Regions from separate parts of the Ovis aries genome. Here region 2 is linked to region 1. The links are chromatin contacts, called in public Hi-C maps. All regions are on one chromosome and are shown on one strand. Each heading gives the region's core, a stretch centred on a gene start, on an enhancer-like site or on the middle of the called end of the contact. The rest is flanking DNA. Distances are from core to core; before and after follow the strand shown.

Evidence for each region. Hi-C and Micro-C count contacts between places; a contact is called where the count stands out from the background.
Region 2: a contact with region 1 is called in a Hi-C map of tail adipose tissue, with 2.8 times the contacts expected there. The contact joins the enhancer-like site here to the promoter of CNTFR in region 1. A contact is called at or near these places in 5 of 16 Hi-C or Micro-C datasets (blood, liver and tail adipose tissue).

Annotation. Positions count from the first base shown.
Region 1 is chr2:36,974,438-36,981,734 of ARS-UI_Ramb_v3.0, reverse strand. It overlaps CNTFR (ciliary neurotrophic factor receptor), which reads right to left and starts at 5,660. Exons shown (of 13, transcript XM_060410884.1): 1 at 5,471-5,660.
Region 2 is chr2:37,136,480-37,143,652 of ARS-UI_Ramb_v3.0, reverse strand. The region is part of intron 1 of FAM219A (family with sequence similarity 219 member A); the gene reads right to left. Among named protein-coding and RNA genes, the nearest start is that of SPMIP6, 28 kb to the left of the region's middle. Within about 2 kb of position 5,767, at least 14 of the 54 cell types and tissues checked have an H3K27ac peak or open chromatin away from gene starts, as enhancers often do. A contact at or near this core is called in tail adipose tissue, where this site is marked.

The DNA of each region.
Region 1 (7,297 bases), core at 4,411-6,910:
CTTTCGGGGACCACTGGGAGTCCTTTTCTCCTGAGGGAGAGGGGTTCCACAGAGGCCTGGGGGTCAGAAGTGAGGTGGGGGCGTATAGCACGGGTTGTGGAAGAAACTCACTGGGACTTGGGCTGCAAGGAAGAGCTCTAGGAGAAGGGATAGGGTCAGTGGCTCAGAAAAGGCTACTTGGGGAAGATAATTTTCCTTGGTCACACACCATTTTGGAACATCCTGAAGCTGGACTTGAAATGGTTACCACTGACTACTTGATTTTTATGTCTGTTATCAGTTGTATCTCCAGGCTCTCTCTGAGAAGGAAATTCTTGGTGACGCAAGATAACAGATTACCCTAAATGTTGCCATAATGTGACTAACTGGCACCACTCTTTCAGAAACCTTTGTTCCCTACAAAGCAAAGGCTCTTTCTCCTGTTTAACTCCTGGCCCATGCTGCCTGCCTCAGTTTCCCTGCACTCTCTCTGTCTCTGCCTCTGTGCCTATCCCATCAAGATGCAGCCACTGCTACCCCAGCACCTCCGAGGCTCTGGCTGCACAGGGTATTTTTAGGATCTGAACTCTGTGTTCTCAGACAGACATTAATAACCAATACAGACAGTCCATGGTGCCCACAGCAGCTAAACCTCAGAAGTGAAGTGAAAGTCGCTCAGTCGTATTCGACTCTTTGCGACCCCAAGGACTACACAGTCCATGGAATTTTCCAGGCCAGAGTACTTGAGTGGGTAGCCGTTCCCTTCTCCAGGGGATTGTCCCAACTCAGGGATCGAACCCAGGTCTCCTGCATTGCAGGCGGATTTTTACCAGCTGAGCCACCAGGGAAGCCCATCCTCAAAGGCTCAGACCTGGGGTCCACTGCTTTAGCTAGAGTCTAAGAAAACGAGATTTAGAGAAAGCAAGGGACATGCTCACGACCACATGGGGGAAAAAGCATTTTCCCATCTTCTGAAAAATCCTGAAGCTGGGGAGAGGACAGAAGTGAGCTCTGATCTCTGCCACAGACCTTTTCAAGGAAGAAGCTGCCCATCCTTTGCACTCCTTCCCTGAATACAGGGAAGTCCTTCCTTTAATCTTGCTTGCAAATCACTTAGGGGTGGCTCAAATCAAAAAACAGGGTTAGGCCACAGAGGCTGTTGAGTCTCAAGTCACAAGCCCTGGAGAGTCCCCTCTCCCTGCAGTCTGTCCCACTCAGTGTTCATTCCTCAACATTTCTTGAGCACCTAATCCCTGCCACCAGGGAATTAGGGACATGGCCCTGCCCACCAACACCACTCAGTCTAGTTGCAGAGAAAGATTGTTTACTCAACACTGGCCTCCCACTGCCTACCTTGTCTATACCAGAGGCAGGGTCGGTGGGAGCTGAGGCTTGTGGACCCCCACCCCTAAGTCCCAGATTTCACAGTTAGTCACTCTGCAGCCTTGCTGAGCACTGCAAAGAGGAAGTAGAGGCAGTGTACAGTGGGGCATTCTGACCTCCCTCAGGACTAAGGATGCTTCAGTCCATTCCTGAACCCCAGGAGTCACCACTCTAGTCTATTAATAACTTTGGCCCCTTCGGACTTGTGTTCCAGCCCCAGCTTCGAGGAGCTGGTTCCTCACAGCTGTAGGGTCCAACTCTTCCCCACATCTGCCCAGCTCTTCCTCTCACCTCCTTGGCTCTGGTGACCCCCAACCCAGCATGGCTCTATGTTTTGGGGGCCCTCTTTGCCCTCTGCAGAGGTAAAGAGGGGCGATGACCTCAGTGCCCTCAGCCCACTGGGACCACGGCCTCCCCAGCCCCCCCCCCACAGGAAGCTAGGGTCTGGGATGGGTGTGGTCACCCAGGGCCACTGGAGTTTACACAGCTGAGGTATTCCCCCGACACACCCCCAATCCCTTGGTGGGTCTGGAGGAGGGGTCAGCTCTCTTCTCAGCCTCCTAGTTCTCTGGGACCCCCCTCCCAACCGGGCACACATGGTCCCCCCCACCCACAACCCATCTGCATTTCAAAGAAAATACGCTCCATCTGTTTCCGATTCATTTACACTTCAACTCACCATGGGGGGGCAGAGCAGGGCTCCTTGCCTTCAAGCCCTTCACCCCCATAGGGGGGCTGGAGAGCACGTGTCCTGCTCTGGGACAAGGAGCAGTTACAGCCTAGCCATCTGAGCCTGAGAGCCAGATCCCTACTTCGTGGGGTGCTGGTGCACTGGCCTCCACAAAAAGAAGGGTGTAAAGCCCCGAGCAGTGTCTTCAAGGCAGGTGGAGTCCTAAGACTGATTGCAACCTGACCCAACTGCCACCCCATCCCACCCCCGAAGAACTACTGCTCTTTTGGGAGGCAGACTGGAGAACCCCAGGCAGATGCTGGAGACAGGATGAGGACTCAGGCATTCCAGGAGACACTGGGAGATATAACAAAACGTGGCCCAACCCCGTTCCAGCCAGGGAAAAGGAGAGAGAAGAGGGTGTGTTCCACTAGTCTTCTCCTCCAGCCACCTTCTCACCACAGATCTGGGGCTACCATCTCCCGCAGAATCAGAGATTCGCCATCTTGGAGAGGTCAAAGAAGCCAGATGTCTATCCCCCTCAAGTCAGCCGTCACGCTGCTCCCATCTGAAGGATGACTGGGATGGGGGCGATGTCTTGGGAAACATTAGTCTTATTTCCCCATACCTGACCCTCTCTATCACAGGAGAGGTACCCAAAACTACTGAACAAAACTGTGCATGTACATGGTTCATAGGGAACCCTAAGGGTACATGTCACCCCTGAACCAAAAAGCCACTCAGCCGTCCTGAGAGTGATTGAGAGCCTAGTCTCCTCTGGAAGAACAGGCAGAAAGGTTTAACTGGGTGTTTCCCACCACTCTCCACCAGCCCACGACCCAAGTAATGGACATGACCAAACACATATCTCTTCCACTCCCCACCTCTGGAGAACACAGATCTTGTAATAGTCTCTGTTCCGGTCCCCAGCTGCCCCGAGACATACCATAAACCAGTGAAAGCATGGGTGAGTTGAACTGTGAGTTCTAAGTTCCCCTGGGAGTGTGAACATAATCCTAATGTGGGTTTGAGTGTCCCAGAATGGAAAGCTAACTTAGTGTGATTTTAAGTGTGAATCCCAGGGTTTCCATGTGAATATGAAAGCCTCAGGTTGCAAGTACCAGTCTGAATGTGAGCCGTGGGGTCTGAATCTAAGCCCCAGGATGGAAGCAAGTTTAATGTAACTACCAGGGATGTCAGTCTGAGTGTGAACACCAAGATGGAAGTTTAGGTTTGAGTGTGAATGCTGGTCTCATTGTGCATATGACTATAAGCCCCAGGGCTGAAATGGGAGTCTAACTGTGAGCCCCAGGATTCCCAAACAAGTCAGTACAGGCAAGAGTCCTAGTGTTCATGTGAGCCCCTGGTCTTCGGGGCTTTCTGAGTGTTAGCTAAGGTTCCCCATGTGAGTCTGAGCATGAGCACTGGGGTCCCTTTATAAGTATGGGTCCCTAAGTGATCCCAGGATGGAAGTGAGTATCTTGCGTGTCCTAGTGTGAATCTGAGTGTGAACTCCAAGATGTGAGCATGCATGTATGAAACCCAATGTCCTATGTGAGTCCTTGAGCTCAAATGAACCCCTGGTTCCCCAAGTGAGTCTGGGTGTGAGCCCTAGAATGTGTGAATCTGAGAAAGCTCCATGGTGCCAGTGTGAGTCCCAGTGTGAGCCTTAGGACCTCTGGGAGTTCTGAGCTTGGGGTCTAGGTCTCAGTATTAGCCTATGAGCCTCAGGACAGAAATGTGAATCTAGAGTGTGAGCCTAGAGTCCCAATGTGAGTCTGAGTGTAAACTCCAGGACTGAAATATATCACTGGATATGACCAGAATATAAGTGTGAATCTGAGTGGAAGTCCACCGTCCTGTGGTAATTCTGAGTGTGAGTCCATATGAGTTTAACTGTCCCAGTACGAAGCTGAGTATAAATTCCAGAGCCTCTAGAAGTCTTGCACGTGAACTTTAAACTCCTACTTTTCACATAAGGCTCAGGGTCCCAGTCGGAGTATCAACCGTGATGGAGTGTGAGTGAACCTGAGCTGCATGGCACCAATCCCGACCAGGAGCCCTAAGAACCAGCCCAGAGGATCTGTGTGGATTTTGGCAGTGGAACAGGTATGCAGAATCTATGGAGACACAGTCCCCTCCACCTACCAAGCTCTGGCTAGCCATACAGCCATAGAAACATCTAATTGTTCAAGCTCCATCATCCCCATACATGCATTGGTACACAATCATACCCAGAGTTAGACACACAAAAATGCACTCAGTGTTTCAGACCCCCCAACAAACAGCAATTACAGATGCACAAACACACCCAGCATTTCATACACCCACCACCTCCGTGATTACAGCCACAGGAATACCCCCAGTGACACAGACACAATTACATTAAGTACTACAGGCAAAGCAAATAGCGTTACAGACACACTTCTCCAGCGGCATGCACACACACACCCAGTGTTGCAGACACAACACTGCCAGCCACACAGACACTTCTCAAAAGAGAGAGACTAGACGGAAAGAGAAAGAAAATCCTGAATTTTCAACAAGGCGTGAAATAGTCCTGCCTGCCTGAAGCTACTGACGGGGGGAGGGGGCCAAGGGAGCGGGCGAGCGCGAGATCTAGCGCTGGAAGAGAGGCTTGGGAGAGGAGAGGCTCGGAGCCGAGGAGGAGAGCTGTCCGTCTGGTGACCTCCCCGCAGCCCAGCCCCCACGCACCGGGTGCTACACTACTCCGAGCAGCACAGGGACACCCAGGCTGGCTCCAGCAGAGCCGCACTAGGGGAAGACACACACCGGCAGACTCACAAAGAGGCGGGGATACACCGCAGGCGGACTCACACGGACACACAACACGGGAGCACTTACAAAGAGATTCTGGAGGAGACCCACTAAACGGAGATACATCCAGGCGGACTCACGAGGAAACCACAGGCAGGCTCGCGCCGACACACACACACACACACACAAGCGGATTCTCATGGACACCCATATACTGGCGGACGCGCAACCTTCCGTTCACACCCCTGGGCGCTTTCAAGTCCAGATTTCTGCTGGAGAAGGAAGCCGCCTCTGGGCGCGCGGGGGTCACTACGACCCCCCAGCTCCGGAATTTTCCCAGACCCTGCGCGCGACGTTGAGAGGTCAGGGAGAACCCGGTGCTAGGGCAATCGATCCCTGCCACCTCCCGCCGGCCGACTGTCCGCCCCACCACCACCACGCCCAACCCCCGGCGCGCCCGGACGTGGGGGGCTGCTTCTTCTGCGCCCCCGCCCCCGAGTTTACGGGCAAAGTTTCCCGTGAACTTTCTTGTCCCCCCCACCCCAGTCTCGGGCCCATGCACATCCCCTCCCTCTTCCCGCGCGCACGAGGGCCGCGGATCTGTCGGTCAACCTGAGGGTTTGAGGGTCCGGCCGCGCGCACTCCGCGCGAGGTACTCACCGCGCTCTCGGGCCGCCGGGGCTCCGCACCTAGCTCTTCGACCGCCTCCGGCAGGGAGAGAGGCAGGGAGCGCGGAGCTAGCACCGCCGCCGGATCCCGCCGCCGAGCCCCGCGCTGCGCCGGCTGGAGCCGCCGCCTCCGCTGCCGCCGCCGCCCGCTCTGCACCGGCTCCTCGGCGCTCGGCGGCTTTAACCCCCCCCATCCTCCTCCCTCCCTCGCGCGCTCCCTCCCTCCTTCCTTCGCCCATGTGACCGCGGGCGCCCGCCCGGCCGCGCGCGCCCTCGCTCCCCTCCCCCTCCCTCCTTGTCTCCCCGCGCCTCTGCGGCCGCGCGCCGCGACCCCCTCCCGACCACGGCCCCCGCGCGCCCCCGCCGTGGCACGCTCCCGCTCCTGGCACGCGCGGGCACAGTCATCCTGCGCAGGCCTGTGAGACCCCACTCCCCCTCACTCAGGCTGGCTCCCGCCCTCCCCCCGCGGGCACACTCGCCCGCACTGGCACGCGTGGCCCCCTCGCCTTCACCGTCTCTCGGGAACGCCCTCCAGACGGCTGTAGTCCCCGTGCTTCACGCGCAGCCGGGACCGCGGGTCTCAGAAACGCGCGCACACCCACACCCACACCCACTCGGCCGGATTCCCCAGGGCCGCTGGGAGCGCATCCAATCCCCCAGGGTCGCTCATTCACACTCCCTCGTTCGCTCAGCCTTGGCCAGGTCTCCGCGACGCACACTCCCGCAAGTTCGAGCCCTTAGTGCCTCGCACGGACACCCTGGCACACCCGGGGCCAACTCTCAGGGTCCTCCCGCCAGCATCTCCGTGAGAAGAGCTGGAGCAGGAGCCCCCAGGCCCTACTTTGGGCCGGAGAGGCCAGCCGCCTCCGCCCCTCCCAGATCTCCTACCGCCCCCAGCAACGACGCCCCCTCTCCCAGTCTTAGACACGTACACCCCTCACATCGAAGGAAGGGGGACTGTTTGCTCGCACGACCCGAAGTGGACCAGGCTGAAAACCCAGGCCCTCCCCTCCCATCAAATTTCCGGTGATACACCACAACTACCCCTTTCCCCTCTCCTTCACCATCACCTAACTCATCCCCGGACACACAGCCTGGGATTGACCGCCACTGGGATGCGGGATGTAGGGAGTGCGCCCTTTTTGCCCGGGTCGGCAGTGCCAGAGCGCGAGTGCCAGAGTTGGGCGCTGGAGGTTCACCCCTCGAGCTTCCCTTTCGCAGCCTGGGCCTCTGGCGGGCTGGTGTGCTCACTTCCCGCGCCCCGGGGCCTAGGGGTCTGGCTATTACAGGGAGGCATTCAGGTTAGACAACCGGACTACTTCTGAGGCCACAGGAGAGCGCCACAGAAAGGGTGAATGCCAGGGGGCGGAGAACGAGTGGCCCACCCCCATCCCCACCCCTTGGATTTTTCATCTGACCTTTGACCCATAATCCCAGCTGCCTGGCCCCTCCGGGGAGCTGTGCGAGGTTTGCGGGCGGGGAAGAGGGGGAAGGAAGTATCTCGCTACTTCCTCACACCCTTTCCTAGTAGGCTGCCCAGAGCGCCCGGGCCCTTTTCCCAACAAATGCCTCAGGGACTCCCATTGCAGAGGAAAAAACCTTCCTGCTACTGCTCGGGCTTTTCACTTTTACTTCCGTGGCCGCAGGATCCCATCAGTGCAACCAGCAGGGGTCAGCCGGGGCTGGGGCTCAGAGAGGGCCAGCTGGGGCTTAGGGACACACGGAGAAATAGTGACTTCCAGCCGAAATCAGCTCACGCCCACCCACAGTAGGTGTCTTCTATCTGGCCTCTCTGGATAAGGAGCCTTCAAGTACCCAC
Region 2 (7,173 bases), core at 4,518-7,017, 160 kb before region 1:
TGGAGCTGAAACAGAAGCTCCAATACTTTGACTACCTGATGCAAACAGCCGACCCTAGCAAAGACCCTGATGCTGGAAAAGATTGAAGGCAGAAGGAGAAAGGGATGACAGAGGATGAGATGGTTGGATGGCATCACTGACTCAATGGACAAGAGTTTGAACAAGCTCCGGGAGATGGTGAAGGACAGGGAAGCTGGGTGTGCTGCAGTCCATGGGGTTGCAAAGAGTTGGACACGACTGAGCGACTGAACTGAACTGAACTGTGAAAAAAGTTAGCGAATAGTACAGAGTGGATGTAATAGACCCTAGTTTCTGTGTCTCCTGCAACTAAACACCAGAATCTGTGAGTGAGTGCCCAGGGCACTGAAGTACAGGAGAGCCATGCTTGTGCTAGGGCAGAGGACTGGCAAATCCAATGAGGTTGGACTGACTTCTCCCTGAACCTTGACTTTGGGGGCCTACTGTATTTTGAAAAAAAAAAAAAAAAAAAGTTTGGAAAATGAAGAGACTGTGTTTGGTTATTTACAAAAATAGATCTGTGAATGCTGCTAGAGTTGAAGGAATGTTTTATGCTATTTGATACATTTGAAACAACCCAACAAGCTAAAAATTTTTTGCTGTGAAAGGAATGTTTGTTCTGTAGGGTTAAATTTTGGTTACAATAAGAAAGGAAGCTCCAAATGTTCCTATATTCCCTGTCAGGGGAATAATGCTTTTCTCTTCACTCTACAACTTTATAGCAGTCAGAAAGTTAGTTACAAAGTTAGTCTCATCTGGCTTGTAAGCAGCCCAGAATAACCATTTTTCAGGAGTATTTTGGCTTCCATGTGTGCTGAGTTGTTTCAGTCTCCCCGGACTATTTGCAACCCCATGAGTGTAGCCCACCAGACTCCTGTGTCCATGGGATTCTCCAGGCAGGAATATTGGAGGGGTTGCCAAGCCCTCCTCCAGGGGATCTTCCTGACCCAGGGATAGAACCCTTATCTCTTACATCTCCTATACTGGCAGGCAGGTTCTTTACCACTAGTGCCACCTGGGAAGCCTTTTGGCTTCTATGGTGGTGGTGGTTTAGTCACTAAGTCGTGTCCCCACGGACTGTAGCCTGCCAGGCTCCTCTGTCCATAGGATTTCCCAGGCAAGAATACTGGAGTGGGTTGTCATTTCCTTCTCCAGGGAATCTTCCTGACAGAGGGATCAAACCTGGGTCTCCTGCACTGCAGGCCTATTCTTTACCAACTGAGCTACCAGGGCTTCTATATGGACACATAATTTCACAGGCAGTAGGAATCTGCCTTGTCATATTACGGCCTCTACTCTTTCCCCTACTCCCTTCTATCTTTTGCTCCATTGAAAACCAAAGCATTGGCTCCCTGGTGATTTTATCCTATTGCGATGTTTAAGAGAGTAATTCTCCACTTCTTGTTACATGTAGCTGGGACTAGGACAAGTTCTTTCTGTATAGGTAGGAAAACTGATGGTCTGTGGGAAGAATTGGAAACTCCTGGGTTGCAGAGTACAGTCGACCCTGGGCTGCTCTGGATTCTGAGATAATTGTGCCACCCACCCCCTTCTGGCCCAGTTCCAACCAGCTGCAAATTGTCTGGATTGAGCTGCTTCGACTAACTGATGTTATCGGCCTCACAGTGCCTGGAGCACACAGATAGGAACAGGCAATGGCGCCGTCTCACCGGACATAGTAATGTAATTTAGTTTCTGAAATCCAAGTATAAAATCTTGGAAGATGACTTTTTTTAAAATCTCCGTCCTCAAGAGGGGGGTGATGGTGTGGAATTCCCAGCAGAACCATCTAAATAGGGAAATGGCTTCTGTCATACAGTAATAAATAGTTCAAAGCCGTGCAGAAACACACAGAGGATTTGTAGGCAATGTAGGTGTTGAGTCTTTCTTGTTTCCTCTCTCCCACCTCCTCTGGGCTGTGAGGATCACTCTATTCGTGTGAACCCCAGGCGAGAGCCTCTCCTGAGTGTTCTTGTGAGTGTGCCCTGCTAGGGAGATGGAACCAGCCTCTTGTGGGGGAATGCCATAGCAGTTTGAGTGGATCTCAACTACCCTTCCCACTTTTTTTGGAAAGGAGTTATTCAGACCAGGATGAAGGCAAAGAAGCAGTTACTTGCCTTCCCTTCTGTTTCCCCAACCTCATCTCAGGCACTTTTCCCCAGGCTTACTACACTTGGCATCACAGGTCTTCTTTATTTCTAATGGAGCTCCAAGATCCCCACCCCCACCCCACCCCATCCTGCTCCTGCCCCCCTTCTGGCTAGATCTTGTCCTTCATGGCTCAGTTGACACATCACCCTTTAAAAGTAGCTCCCTGGGACTTCCTTGGTGGTCCAGTGGTTAAGAATCTCCCTGCCAATGCAGGGGACACAGGTTTGATCCCTGGTCTGGGAAGATCCCACAAGCCGTGGAGCAATTAAGCCTGTTCGCAACAACTATTGAGGCTGTGCTCTAAAGCCTGGGACCTGCAGTTACTGAAGGCTGAATGCCCTAGAGCCTGCCTCCACAACAAGAGAAGCCACTGCAGCGAGAAGCCCAGGCACCCCAACTAGAGAGTAGCCCCCACTTGCTGCAACTAGAGAAAGCTCATGCATAGCAAGGAAAACCCAGTGCAACTAAAAATTATTTTTTTTAAAGTAGCTTCCCATGAACACCAGGGAACCTACATTAGGTCCCTCTACAACATACTCTCTTAGTCCCTCCCCCATACATTTCCTTCATGCAGTTGTCCAATTTTACTCTAATGATTATTTGTATAATTTATTTGCTTAACAGATCTTTAGGAAAGCAGGGACCATGCCAGCCTCCACCATATCCTCCCAGTGCCTAGCATGCAGAATGAACAGACATAATCTGATAGCAGACAAGCAGGTTGCTTCTATTTGGTTTGAAGCTGCAGCAAGGATATTTCTGTAACAGAAAGGTGGCAAAGGGCTGGTGGCCTGCCAGGTGGTGCCAGGGCCTTGTCTAATAGTGCCTCAGACAGAGGTGGCATTCTGTGCTTTTTGTAGGACCACTTCATCTATGTAGGTGAAAGACCCCCCTTCAGGAAGTTATTTTGGCGAATAGCCAAAGTAGGAATCCCCCAAACCTTTACTCACTTGCTCACTTCAAGGCTTGACCTTGTTAAAAACTCACTTAAGGTTCATGGTCGAAGCAGCAGCTCAACTCTCAGTCACCTTCTCATGGAGACTGATCATTCCCAGCTGAGCAGACACAGCTTTCTACATGACTCAAGGGCCAGGCTCAGATTCTGCTTGCAGATAAGCACACCTATCACCATATGAGTAAGGCCCAACTCTTACCGTCAAGTGTCAGAGGAGTGGGAGGGAACCCGCCTGGCATCCCAACCATCAGAAAGCCCTTTGGAGGGAGGTGGCGGCGGGGGGCGGGGGGGGGGGGCGGGGGGGGCGCTGCTCTGCTCCTCCGTCTGTTCAGAGTGCTTTCTGACAACCTGGGGCTTACAGTCATGTGTACCAGGCATGAACCACCCAAGGCAGGGGAGCTCTTGGGAGTCAGACATCAGGGCAAGGAGATGGCAAAGAAAAACATGAGAAATCTCCCTGAACACAAACACAGCCTCTGGCTGCAGAGTAGGGCCTGTGGATTGCACTGACTTTGAGAGTCTAGACAGGTCTGTTTTTATTCAGGCCCTGAGATTCTAGGAAGAGCCTCCAGGGCAGAGAGTAAATGAGCTGTCCCAGGTCGATGCCAGATGGCAGCCCTGGGATCAGAATTCATGAGCCCTTCTTTCCAGCCAGCTGCTCCCTCCCCTGAGTCCTGAACTATTTCTTCTTCTGAATACTCAGGATTGTATTCAATTTAGTAAGGTTTGTGGTCACATAATCACTGCTCCTAAGGAAAACAATGACTACAGAGCATCAGATGTAAGGAAGGCAAACATGGGGCGCCTTTGCCCCTGAGAGAACAGCCAAAAGCAAGCCCTGGCTGAGGTTAGGCCTGTTCTACTTGAACAAAACCCAACACAAACAACTCTCTTGGGATCTGGCAGAGTCCTCATCTGCTCTCATTTCTTCTCCAGGCTTCCTTGTGTGTCAAAGGCCTGTGTTTAGCTCCATAGTAAGGGTCTCTCCTGGAAGCAGAATACACGGTTTCCAGGCAGAAGAGAGGGGCCAGGCTGGGGGACGGTCTGGATCCAGATCCTCTTTTTATCCATAAATCAGTTGCTTCATTGTTAATGCTCCCATCTCCAGGAGGACTAGCCCTAGTCCTTCCAGCCCAAACTCTGCCAGGTCCACCCAGGCCTCAGCGAACACTGGATGTTCCTTCCCCATCCCGGCCTCTCCCTGGTCCATTATGACTACCTGGTGCTAAGAGAGGGAGCCTGCAGCTCCCTGCAGTTCTCAGTCAGGTTTCACTAGTGAACCTAGTGGTTTCACTACTGCTACAGCACCTGCTTCCGTGACCAGCAAGTTCTCTGAGGATAAGGTATGTAATGGCCCTGGGGCTCAGACACTGCCTTCAGTCAGGGACCCAGGAGCCTATGAGATATAGAGGGAGCAATGGAGGAGAGCCTTGCACAAGGCCCAGAGCAGGGCTGGTGGTAGGGTTTGGATCCCGAGTGTTTTCACTCAGGCTAAGTGCAGGCAGACTGACTTTCCCTCCTGACCTGCCCAGGCAATTAAAGTGCACAGTTACCTCATTTGCCAGTATCTGATTCATTTACCCATATAAGAGGCCTGGAGGTGGAGGAGGAATTTCAACTAGAAAGTCCAGCCCCTAGTAGATGATTATGATTTCTCTGCCCTTCTAGACACCTCACACACATCCCTCCTTTAAATGACTTGAGGCATAAGGGAGGAGACCTCCCTATAGGGCTGATTTAACTCTCCTCTACCTAGAGGCCATGTGCATGTCTAGAGTTGGGGTGACAGGCTGTTTTGTTTCTGCTTCTACTTGCTACAGCTGCCCCCTCCACCTATGTCAATGCCCTTCCCTAAAAAGAGATGTCTTTAAATCCAGTGTCTTCCCACTGCCAGGGTGAAGATGCAGTGAGAGCTCATGAAAGGTTCCAGCTTCAGACCTTGAAACCTGTTCAGTGCTTCCCCTGTTTCCCCTGCCTCATACCCTCTACTCTCAGACTGAAGAGGGGAGCACAGGACTATTAGAGACAAAAGCTCTTTTAACACTTCTTGTTCTATTAGACTGTTACCACTCCCACACCCCCACTCACTCAGTGTCGTACAGCCCAGAGGTAACAGGGTAATATATCCTGATCAAGGACAGCTCAGGATATGACATGCTTGTCCTGAAGGCTTATGTCACTTTCACGGTGATGGAGACCTCAACAGAGAGCTCAGTCTGGCTAGATGTGTATGGGGGTGATGTGGGGTGGGGCAGGGGCTGGAGGAATTAAGGGGGAGTCCCTGGATCCATAGGACTAATATTGGAAAGAGAAGAGGCCAGACTCCTTTCACAGCTAGAGACATGTACAGGAAAGCTGCTCAGCATCAAATAAGTAAGTGCCTGAAGGACTCAGGCACCTAGACTTTTCAGACCTGGCAGGGACCAGGCTCTTTTAGGAGCTGTCCAGGGTCCTGAACTGCCTTCACCTGAAGACCTTGGTGACTTTGAACAAGAGCCCTGCCTGTCAGTTAATGCAAACCTTAAATGCTTCTGGCTGCTCTCTGCTTATCCCTGATACCAACTGCCTGCTTGGACCCATGGCCCACACAGCCTGAAGTAGTTCCAGCATGACTCTAATCACTCTCTATGGCTGCAGACTGGGCTTCACGCCAGCAGCCTGACTCCCTGGCCAGCTTTGCAACAAGGGGTGAGTTTGAGGATACTGGTGTGTGTGTGAGAAAATATCTCCCAGTCCCTGTGGAAGCACAGGACCAAATGAGCCTGGCTTAGGGACAAGGTGGCCAGAGGGAAGGGAGAAAGTTCTCCACGTGACACATCCCTAGACAGCTTGGCGGCTCCTCCCTCCACCTCAGTGGCTGCTGCACACACATGCTGACACACACACGCATATACACAAATCCCAGATTCTCTGTACTGTCACTGCAGAGCCTGTATGCTGCAGCAAAGGCAGTCTCCGTTGTCTGCGCTTGAGCAGAGTGCACCTGCCTTGTTCCCATCCTGGACGTTACAGAAATTTGGCAAATAACATCAAAAGTTAAATAAATAAAGTCCTTCTTTCTTTTTCGGAACTCAAGAGGAATTTGTAGTCATTGTACAAAGTCCAGATAAGCAGAAAAGAAAAAGAAAAAAAATCATCACCCTTAATCCAATCATCTGGAGCTATATCCAATGTAAACCTCCTGGCACACAGCCTGGATCCTTGTGTGTGTGTGTGTGCATGTATGTGTGTACACCCATGTGAGTGTCAGTAAGAGGCAGTAGAGTGCAGTGGTTAAAAGCATGAGTAATAGCTCTGTCATTTACTTATCTGTGTGGCCTTAATCAAATTTCTTATATCTCTGGGTCTGTTTTTCATCTTCAACATGGGAAAAGTAATGGTACCCATCTCACAGGGTTGTCGGAAGAATTAAATGGGATAAAGTGCTTAGCACAGGCCCTGACATATGGTAAGCAGTCAATAAAGGGTAGCTGTTATCATACATACATACACCCTCATAGAAATCATTCTGTAGTACTATTTAATGCCCTAGTTTTAAAACATAGATTCTTTTCCATCTCAGATAAAAGCTGAAGAGAAGATGAGTAAGTTCAGTTTTCTTCATTTCCTGTCTGGCCCAACTTTCTAGGCTCCTGTAGGGATAAGCTGGGTCCTGGGAAAGAGAATGGCCTTCAAGTTCAGGGAGGTAAATAGCAGTCATTGATCCAGGGCATCTAGCTTTCAGCCTGAGTCCTGCAGCCAGGAGACAGCAGGGGCTTCCTGCCATCAGAGGTCAAGGTCCTCTCCTCTTATTGAGCTTTAGGCCACAGCCCGCTGGCCCACTTGCTCTGGCCAGCACTTTCTACCCCTCTGCCCTGGAGTGTCCCACTCTCCTCTAGGGGCTCCTTCCTCTTGGCACCTACACAAGACTATTTGCCCGGTTGAGCCTGCTCCCTTGATGCCTGAGTCCTGGCTGAGCTCCCCCCACCTCTCCTGTTCTGATACTGACTTCCCAGTTAAAATCCAATCATCTTTTCTCAGGTGATCTTGGGCAGTGCTGACCAGATCTT